Linked DNA regions of Mus musculus: region 2 is linked to region 1. A link is a contact called in public Hi-C data. All regions are on one chromosome and are shown on one strand. Each heading gives the region's core, a stretch centred on a gene start, on an enhancer-like site or on the middle of the called end of the contact. The rest is flanking DNA. Distances are from core to core; before and after follow the strand shown.

Region 1 (5,396 bases), core at 1,069-3,568:
ACTCAAAACTACTAAGCAATGTGCTTTCGCTAGATGGTCAAACAGATTATCAGTCAACACTCCTTGACTCCGTCAGTTATAGACACAAATCCAAACCTGTGTTTATGCAGGATTACCACTTTATATAGCAGGCCTGGCTTTTAAAATCTCCCAGGTGGGACACTTGAACACGCCAGTTGTGGTTGACTTTCCCCATGGAAGATGGTGCTAATATTGAGAATGGAGCACTAGAAATGGAGTTCTTCTTTCTGAAAACTCATGGCTTCGATAGAAGCTCAAAGCCAGAATGCTCAGAGCTGCATAATCAGATTTGATTCTGGTGTGGGATCCCTTGGTTTCTCAGCATCATCTCTGTTACTCCTTCTCAGCAAGCCAAATTAAAGCACACAAGCCCCTCTCTCCAAGTCAAGTGTAGAGATGTCGCAGCAACTTATTGGATACCAGGTTCCCTCTCACAGTATATTGACAGCTTCTGATACCCCACACCACCAGCTCAACATTCTTCCTATGAAATGAATAATACTTACCTGGTAGCGAGTCTGTGTTTTTCCTAGAGCCCCTCATATGAAATTGCTCCTTAAGCCCAGACAGGTAGAAAATGAAGCAGATACGCTTTCTTCTCTTTCTCTCGGAGACTTCCACGTGAGCTCCATAAGTTAAATTTCAAATTCAAACTAAAGCTTTCCGGTTCAAATTCTGTTTCCTTTCAAGTCAAATTTAACATCTTTATGAAGATAAAGTAAAGGCTTAAAGATTATCCAAAAACTGTACTGAATAATTTGGACATTGAACATGTTTTTTGTTTTGTTTTGTTTTGTTTTTTGTTTTGTTTTGTTTTGTTTTTTGTTTTGTTTTGTTTTGTTTTTTAAAGAAAGAAAAAAAGTAAAACAGAGGTCAATGAGTTAAGTATAAATGGATCCTGTGCAAATGCCTTACATTTTCCTTAATAAACATGTGGGCTTCAATACAAAGGACAGGACCTGACTAGGGAGGAAGAAGCCTTTTTCTGGCCACATTGTGACAAGAGTACTAGGAAACAAAGTGACCTGTGTGCCATACATCCAAAGGGTAACCAAGTTTGCCCATCTTCGGTGACAAAATTATACAGATCAAGAGAGTTAATGATACAGTATGGACAGTGTCTTGATTGAGGACATCAGAGGAACAAATTTCTAGAAGCCCTTTTCTTCCCAGAGATTTAACTTTTCATAAGCAAAACAATTATTTCATTCAAAAAAAAAAATAGAAAACTTCTATCAAAACGTCCTGACTCGGTTTCCTATGGAATATTGAAAGCATGCTATAGGCACAGACGTCAAGTTTGCAGGTTTAACCCCAGGGAGAGAAAATTATAGTTCCCTCCATTTATCCGTGAACCCTGCAGCTGGCAAAGGCTGCACTCTGTTAGTAATTACACCGAACAGATGAGGGACTTTTTAATTTTTTTTTATTTTGACCTGCAGTTAAACAAAATTTGCTTGTTTTATTTTTGGTTAAAAATGATGAAGCAGCAGCGACCCCGGTTTCACCCCGGAGCTGTTGATTTTCCCCCCCTCCTTCGTAATTTGTTTCAGACTACGAGTGCACGGGGTTTCATTTTAGTGGGAAACGTTCGCTGCCAAGACCTTCAGGGGTTTTATCTGCAGTTTATTTTGTTAACTACGAGTTTAAGGTTGTTGTGAACTCTCCTCCTCCTCCTCCTCCTCCTCCTCCTCCTCCTCCTCCTCCTCCTCCTCCTCCTCCTCCTCCTCCTCCTCCTCCTTCTCCTCCTTCTCTCCTGTTTTCCTTTCAAATTTCCCAACCAGAAAAGTTTGTCTTCAGCTTGAGAAAACATATTGAAGGTAGAAGGGAAGGAAGAATGAGTTCCGGAGAAGTCAAAAAAATCAACGAAGGACTGAAGCCAAAGGGAGAAAAATAATAAAACGGAGCAACTGAATTCGCTGCCATAAAGGTTTAGTGCGCTGTCCACACTCAACTCCCACCCTTCCCCCTTGTAATTCAGATTTAACACTAATAAAAGAGGGGAACTAAAGATAATTGGCTAGAGTCAAGCATTGAATATCAGGCATTTCACAGGATGACCCAGCTAGGCAACTGCAGCTGAGCGCATTTTAACTTACGAGTCCAGAACAAAAAACAATGGTTCATGAGGCAGAAAGAATGTGCTACAACACCCTGTTGCCCTCGCTGGTATTTATAAAGTTTTGGCAAAATTTCATAACAAATTTCAAAATAATGTGAAAGTGGCCTGTTTCCGGTTTCTGCCATGCTCCATGCCTGTCATGGGGATGTTGCGGTCAGGGCAAGTGGCCAAGGATTTGCCTGGCAACAGAAATGGAACAGGCCGGCTGCTACTAATCCTCACGTTTGTACAGTGCTTTTTCTACTTTGTGTTTCAAAGAACTTACGCATAGACCCCAGTCTTCAATCCCTCCAACAAGCCTGGTAGGCCAGGCTGATTTGATTTTGCAGATGATGAAGCCAAGATTGTAAGAGATGATGGATTTGATCAAGGGCACAGAGAGAACAAGAATGACCGTAGAAAATTAAACCCACTTTTCTGACTTAGACCAAAGAACCGTCTATTAGTAGTCTATTGTGGGATAAGGACACTAAAGCCATTTATTGGCTTGCCTTCCCCTCCTCTTCCATTCTCTATAGGGCTTCTGCTGTCCATCCCTATGGTCACCCAGGAACCTGAGGATCCTCTCCAAACAGACTGTAGACGAGAGTGGACCTCCACAGGGTATAGCATAGCTAATTTGTCTAAGCCTAGCACACCTTTCCGTAGACAGGGCTGGCTCTCACTTGCTCACCCAATAGTTAAATAACTTAAGCCAATGTGAAATATTCAGGGGGCAACAGCATCATTGCTGTCTCTGAAATACAAAGTAAGCCAGCCATTCAATAAGATTTAGCCCAGTATTTATCTCCGCTCATGGTCACATGTATTTTTGCTGGGTTGAAAATATTCCCTGTCCTGTGGGCACTGTGTCTGAAGGCTGCTCAGCATATTGTAAAGAGTAAAAAGAAATACTTGGACTGTCAACTTCAGGTGTGCTAGTTAACGCCACCAAATCTCTGCATCTTTTCTATGGAATTACCCATCTAATCTTTAAGGGATCGGTGTGAGGATGAGATTGGCCCACACAAGTGTCTATAAAGAGTTGGTGCTGCTGTTCTCATTGACCCAATCATTTGAACTCGGGATGTAACTTGCATGGAGGCAAACGGTACAAAGTTGTGTGATGCTGTGATGCAGGCTTTTATCACCAAAGCAACTGACCTGACCTGCCAGTGATGGGATGTGATGGCTCCAGCCTGCACGCGAAGCAAGCACTACTAAATTTCTTCAATATACTATTTCATTTAATCCTCCCCATAACCAGGACTGGAGAATTAAGCAATTATATAATTACACAGCAAATAGATCAACTCAGATAGCCAAACTGAGTAATTAGGACTGAAAACATTATTAACTGAGTTTGTAAATGAATCCTTCAGGTACTTATCTTAACTCTCTGTGTCTCTTTGTTCACTGCAAATTATCAGCCTAGGATAATTTATTCGGTTAATTTAATTGGCACTAGGGTCCAACCAGATAATTCAAGCCTAAATTATTCACATTGTCTTTCAAATGATCTCAATGTTAAAACAAGATTCACACTTCCCTTCGACTCTATCTGTAGTGTTTCATCTAGCACAGGGCAATCTATGACACTACACCGGAAAATCTTGAGTGTGTTTTCTACCTAACTTGTCCCATTAGGGGATAGAAGCAAGGATTTAAAAAAAAAAAAGTCCTAGCTTTTGACAGATCAGTGGACTTATTAGAGAAATTCAGTGTTTGATTTAGGCTGAGTATTCCCTACACAAAATACTTGGAATGGGAATTATCTTGTAATTTGGCCTTTTTTAAAAAATTTTTTGAAATATTTACATATGCATGAAGAGATACCCTGGCAATGAGGTACAAGTCTAAACATGAAATTAATTTCTGTTTCCTGCGTACCATATCCACATGCTCTGAAAATAATCTTACATAGTATTTTCTCAAGTCTGTCTTTCACATAAGGAGGAACGGGAACGGGGGAGAATTTTCCATTTATGTCGTCATGTTGATGCTCAAAATTTTTCAGATTTTTGAGCATTTCGGAGTTCACATTTTTTTGTGAAACACAGATACTCAGCCTGCAGTTTAGGAATGTCAATAGTTTTCGATCTAGGGTTGCTCCAGAATCCATAAAATTGGAAGGCTTTAAGTGAGACTCAGAATGCAGATAAACTGAGAATCTAGTCAGTCTATCTGCAGGGCATTTGTGACAACGAAAGGGGAACTCCTAAAACACAAACAGACTTCTGTTTTATATGAATTTTCAAAGTTCAGTCTGCCAGCAAAACTAGCCACCATCGTACAACGGAGGAAAAGACGGGGCAGAACTAATGTCAGAATGAAAACATCTACCAGGTTTATGATTCTCTCCCTGCAATGAAACCCATACATTTAGGTAATATGAACGTACGTGCCTTACCCTGGATTAAAAGCAGTGTTTCTCAACCTGTGGGTCTCAACCCCTTTGGGATTGCATATCAGATACTTACATTATGATTTATGAAAGTAGCAAAATTACACTTATGAAGTAGCAACAAAATCATTTATGGTTGGGGTCACCACAACCTAAGGAACTGTATTAAAGGGTCGCAGCATTAAAAACTTAAGAACCACCAGTTTGAGGCAAAAGTTATTATTTAACTTGCCATTATTGTTTCTGTAATAAATGAAAAAAATGTAGCAAAAGGTAGTGATGCACTTGTAAGTAACTTAAGTAGTGTGTATATATGTGCATGTGTATACGTATACGTGTGTATGTTTGTGTGTGTGTATGTGTGTGTGATTCAAGAATCAAGTAGAAATGTAATTAGAGTTTATCAGGTACAAAAACAAACAGAAATTTTTATACCAACAAAAATTAAAAACCACTATTTTTATTCAGTCTTAGAACACGTTGCTTGATTTTTAAGTTAGACCATATTTAGAGTTTCAGTGACTGCTCTGCCATTCCAAGCTTGACCTTCAGTTCAGAGTATATCTGTTGCAGACCTGTTCATGGATTAAGTTTAAGATTTCAGCATGAGCATCCTGTTAACAGGGGACAGAAGGCAACTTTGTTGAGCAAATAAGACTTCTCCAAACACACCACCAGATGGTAGAAAATGAACCTAGAATTCTAAAATATGACTATTTCCTTCTCTTTCCCTAACTATTTTTCTTACATACCCTACACCACCAAAAGGTAGGCTTTCGAGAACTCCAGACCTACCCATTCTAATTTGTTGTAAATTGGATCAGTTCAGCCAAATTTTCTTACAAGAAGTGATAGTATCATATTTTATCC
Region 2 (5,396 bases), core at 1,348-3,847, 760 kb before region 1:
GGGCACGGCATATTCACTATCTCTAATCCATTCAGTACACTGTGCAAGGAAGACATCATCTTTTATTGTTTCTTCATCTTACTGTTCACCGGCTGTTCAAGGAAGTTTTGTAGCGTGTGGAATGACAGAAATCTTCCATAAGTGACCTAATATGTCAACCTATATCAAGCTCTAAAGATCATTGGCACATCACCTTCCAGGTTTTAATAGAGTCATAGGCAAACATATAATGCGTTGTAGTAGTCATCTCTATCTAACACACTTCCTCCAAATTCGTATGATAGCAGAAAGTAGAGCACCATATCTCTGCCCACCTTGAAGGACACTTTCTCAGCCCTCAGAAAGATGGGTCAGATGGAACCTCAACACACAGTGCACAGTAAATACCCACTGAGGCCATTCTTTGACTGTGACTTGAAAAAGCTGGCTCCAGGCATTTCATGGCTGAAGTTCATAATTTCTTATAGCTCCATAACGAATTCAAGGCAAGGAGCCCAAAGGTCTTAATTCTAACCTAAGAAAGGTGTCTTAGTATCATTCTTTTTTAATAAAAATGAGCAAACCCAACATACATCATAAATATAAGAGTTAAAATTAAGGAGATCCTGAGAACACAAGGAGAGTGAGTATAGAAGTGGCCAAAGAAAGTCCCAGATAGGGCTCTTGATGTAGGGGCAGCTACCTTAATGTCTTCCCTGGCTGGGTAAATGTAAATGGGAGTTGGTGTATATGCAGAACTTATTTTAGGAATGGGTAGGCTATGGCGTATGAAAGAACCTTGAAGCATGCCTTCCGTGCACAGGACTCAACTTTCAGTTGGCTTTGGTGTCCTGTGCACTATCTCTCTGCTGCTGTTTTCTAATGGAGGAAATACAGTTCACTGTTTCATCTGGGAAAGCCACAGAGGTCAACTGGGTTTCCAGCCAGAATCATCTCCAAAGGTCATAAACATATGTCAACTTATGGTTGGCCAGAATCCTTCATCTAGAAACGAACCAGTTGATGTAGCTGAGTGTCAAGACCATCTCCAGAACCAAGATGTGATCATTTTCTTCTTCTTTTAAAAACTATCTCTTCAGGATTATGGATAGCTTTTATTGAACCATTTATCTTCTTTCAGTGTTCCCTTGCCTTACCATAAGTAGTCCTTGTCTTGCGAGTCACACTGGCTGGTCCTCATCTATGAAATCCCAAGCCTGTGTCCAGAAACAGCTGAGGAAGTGACAACAACACTGGAATTGGAACCTTCATACCACTATGGAATGAACTGTGTCCAAATGCCTGGGCCACAGGTCTCTGCAGTAGCTAAGTTTGGCCTGATCTGGCTGTTTGCTTCTTTAAACTTTTTAAAATTTTGCATTTCAGAATGAGAAGCAATTATCCAGACAGGGAAAGAAAGAAAACTCCCTCTGCCTGATTCAGGGCTGTTTTTCCAACACTATAGACAAAATGATGAAGTTCTAATCATTTCCTTGCCTAAGATCACATGCATCCACTTAACACGAATAGATTGTAACGATGCAAATATAACTAAGGGCACCTTGAGTTGAAGATGGACCCACATCTAGACTGAAACGCAGTTATGCCACCAGCTGAGCTCTGAGACTTTATCTCCGGTCCGAGCACCCTGTGCCTTGTAAGCTATGTAACCAAGGAAGAGCAGTGACAGATCAAATGAAGACAGATGAACCCCCTCCTCCAGGGAGTGGGGAGTGAATTGCTCTGTTTATGGACACCATAAATTATGGCTTCCTCCATTTTCTGATAACCTGTGGTCAAGGTAAGAATGCCCATCTCATTGATAAAAGTTGGCTTGTTCACCCAGAGACAGGGCATCCTGTTTATATGCACATATAAGCGAGCACTAAGCTGAGTTTCCTACTGATTTTCTGGATGGACTAAAGGAAAAACCAAACACTTCAAAGCACCTTCTTCCCTTAAGCTGAAAAACAACACACTCTCAAAAGGTATCTAACATTTCAATGGAGCACTAAAAGTCTCCTTTAGAGAATTATGATGGGAAATTTCTTTTTTTTTTTTTCTCCCTCAGACATAGCTGCTTTTGAAATGTGTAAGGAGAATCAAGGAAGCTACCAAAACTATGATGAATTGATTCAATTAACCTAGGCATCTTGGCTTTGACCTAGTCACTGTAACAGTCTCAAACTCTGGAGTACCCCTGTCTCACAGTATAGGGTTGCTTTCTTCTGACTATAACACACACACACATACACACACACACACACACACACACACACACACACACACACACACACACATAGGGCATTCATGCACACACCCAAACACATTCTCTCTTACACAGATATACCAACTGTAATAGTATTTTTAATTGAAAAGCATAAATTTGGACTGCTAAATCTATTAACGATTTGTTTTAATTAGGAACCCAGCTGCTTCCTGAGTTTTTGCAGTCTGGGGTTCAGAACTTCTGCCATACTGAGAATGAGTCTCAAGTGGGTTGCTTCAGCCTTCCAGATCAGCATTTTTAAAGACTTGTTGGAAGGAGGAACTGCATAAGCTTCTGGGCTATAAAATCCCAGCTGCATTTGTCCTTGGGTGGGGATGGGAATGGTTTGTTAGTGTAGCCAGAGACCCAGCCCTGACCTCTGCTTTGGCCCTGTTATAGCCATCAGGCAGCCTGATCTCTATCACTCTACTTGAGTTCTTGCCAACTAGATGCAGAGATGAGCCATTGTAGTTGATTACGTGGTTCAAACTTAGACTGCCACCAGTAGAGGAAGCTGCTATTTAATTGAAGTTCAAAGCATCCAATAGGACTGGTCATTTTGTTTTGTTTTAACACAGAGGAGGTTTAGAAAGTAGTTCAGTACAAATACACTCAGTAGAGTTTGAAGGACAGAATGTTCTTTTGGGAAACTGTTTTCTTATGCCAAGGCCAACATTAAGAGGAGCACAGAATATTTTGCTCATCAATGAGTAAATTCATTATTATGTTTATTCACTTTTTTGTCCAGGTTTTAATTCAATCTTTACTCATAGCCTTCAAAGTCAAATATGTGGTACTAGAAACATGAAGAAGACTAAGGCATTCCTTTGCTTAGGGAGTTAGAGTTTAACGAGAGAAACCTAGAATATGAAAGGATGAATATAGAATGGAGTGGGCACTGGTCCAGGAGGACACAGAATACAATAATAATGGTGTTTGGGGTTGAGCCATTGTCTGGCGACTGAGTCTATAGTTGGATAAACATGACTAAGGGAAGTATGGGTAGATTAAGGAAAGGATAGACACCGGGGTAATTATCTGAGGAAGGAAGACTGTCTTTTACAGCCCTATGAAGAAAGGCTTTCATAAAAATTACATGGTCAAATTGGAACCCGGAGAAGCTGGGCATGGGGAGGTCAGGTGAGGCTAGCTATGGGAGATAAGAAGCACAGACTTTATTATCAAGAAGCCACTAGACTGAGTACAAGAAAATGTCAGTTCAACATGAGAGGAAGTTCAGTTGAGAAATTATTTACCCAATGGTGAGGATACATAAACAAGCACAGAAAAATACACTTGAAGAGACTGATATTAAGGAAATGTCTCTAAGAAGCCAAACTTATGACAGGTTAGAGATAATTAGGAAAGAGAGTGGCAGGTCAAAGATGCTCACAGCTGTGTCAGTTTGGCAACGATTGAAGAAAGAATAATAGACACTGTATTCCTGAAGAGGAGTAGCCATGCTACAATGGGAAGAAGGGAGTCCTTGCAAACTGATGGGTGAAGATGGGTTGTAATGGATTACTTGCTTGATAATTGAAAAAAATCACCCAGAGATTCCATATGCCAATGTAGAGAACACAACGTAAAAGATTGAACTAGAACATGCCAGAATTTCTACAAATTCAATCATAGAAGGGAAGTTTCAAAAATAATGTATTTGATTTTAAATGGGCTTCATTAATTCATTAATGTATTATCAATTAACTTATCAAGAAAAATTCTTTTAACATTTAATATAATGGGAAATAACTAGGGATCAAGAAGCGATAACGCATGGTCTATAGGGGTAAAGTAGCATCCACAGTAGCCCACGATTTTATAGTTTGAGAAAACTTTATTAGAACACACATCTATATTGATTCAGTTAAATGTTGCCTATGGCTATTTTGATGTTCAGTGGCTCAGATGAGAAGGTAATTGTAGAGATTGCCTGATTCAAAAAGCTATGTAGGAGAACAGCAGAAGATGCTCCCTCTAACAATCAAAGAAATGGGAAAGCCAATGGGAATATATTTACCTGAATTAGGAAATTGGTATGGTTCTTCCTGTGTCACTGAACCAACTTGAAGAAGGATGCTTAAAATGTTTTAGTAGAATATTTGTTCACTCCATCCACCTGTTGCCGGCACATGAAGGTAAATGGTGCATGAATGGCAAGGAATAGTCAGTACTGGAGTGTGGATGGCCTATGGAAAGGGTCACTGGAACCCACAGACCTAAAGCAAGGTCGGGGAACCCTAAGGAGCAGCCACAGGAGGGCAGCAAAGTCACATGATGTTAAAAATAGCTCCTTGGGAGCAAGAGAGGCCAGCAGTGTGCCTATTTAAAGAATTATCTGGAATTTAGTGTAATGCAGCCGAAGATCCAATGGGAGTTGCTTTAGCATGACTAATAGTTTCCCCTGGATCAAATTAGGAAGTACTCAGAAATAAAACTTTGCACTTGAGAGAATCCACATATTTGAAAACAAGAGAGAACTTTGATTATCAGATGATGTGTCAGTTAGTTCCTGGAGAAGGTGTGTGTATGTCCACTTAAATAATGAATGTCCCCATTTTATCTGAGTCCTTCAGAAAATGGCATAAGCACACTACCACCATAATCCTGCAGTGAAAACAAAATCTTCTTATAATTATTTTACAGCAACAGTAGACATTGGACATTGAGAAACAGCATCTTTCTTTCTCTCTCTCTTTCTTTTTTCTTTTTTTCTTTCTTTCCCTTCTTTTATTTCTATCTGTCTGTCTGTCTTTCTTTCTCCCCTCCACCACATTTACTTATTTTGTGCTCTGCTCTTGCCAAACATTGAATTTGAGAAGGGGAATATAGCACAAGATTAAAAAGAGAGTGATGGAGCTGTTTTTTAATGTTAAAATCATGCTCACACCAAGAATAAAAAATACCCATAGGGAATAGATCCTGACTTTAAAAGATAGTTCTGCTTTTATTTCTGTTCCTTGCTTTGATTTTGGTCATATGTCATGCCACATTTTAATTTGAAAATGTAGACAGACATCTAAAATCTTTGGCTTGGAAGGACAGAAGATCAAAGTTTTAATGTAGACAAATGTACTTATTCCATTTTTTAGACTTTATTTTGAAATTTTATTTTCAAACACTGAGCTTAGAATCAATTTTTATAACC

Evidence for each region. A called contact is a pair of places that touch in the nucleus more often than the background predicts.
Region 2: a contact with region 1 is called in a Hi-C map of uterus, with 5 times the contacts expected there. The contact joins two enhancer-like sites. A contact is called at or near these places in 5 of 484 Hi-C or Micro-C datasets (nephron progenitors and uterus).

What each region holds. Positions count from the first base shown.
Region 1 is chr7:70,819,368-70,824,763 of GRCm38.p6, reverse strand. No RefSeq gene overlaps it. Among named protein-coding and RNA genes, the nearest start is that of Gm39032, 20 kb to the right of the region's middle. Within about 2 kb of position 2,318, at least 40 of the 459 cell types and tissues checked have an H3K27ac peak or open chromatin away from gene starts, as enhancers often do. A contact at or near this core is called in uterus, where this site is marked.
Region 2 is chr7:71,581,107-71,586,502 of GRCm38.p6, reverse strand. No RefSeq gene overlaps it. Among named protein-coding and RNA genes, the nearest start is that of Gm44689, 120 kb to the left of the region's middle. Within about 2 kb of position 2,597, at least 11 of the 459 cell types and tissues checked have an H3K27ac peak or open chromatin away from gene starts, as enhancers often do. A contact at or near this core is called in uterus, where this site is marked.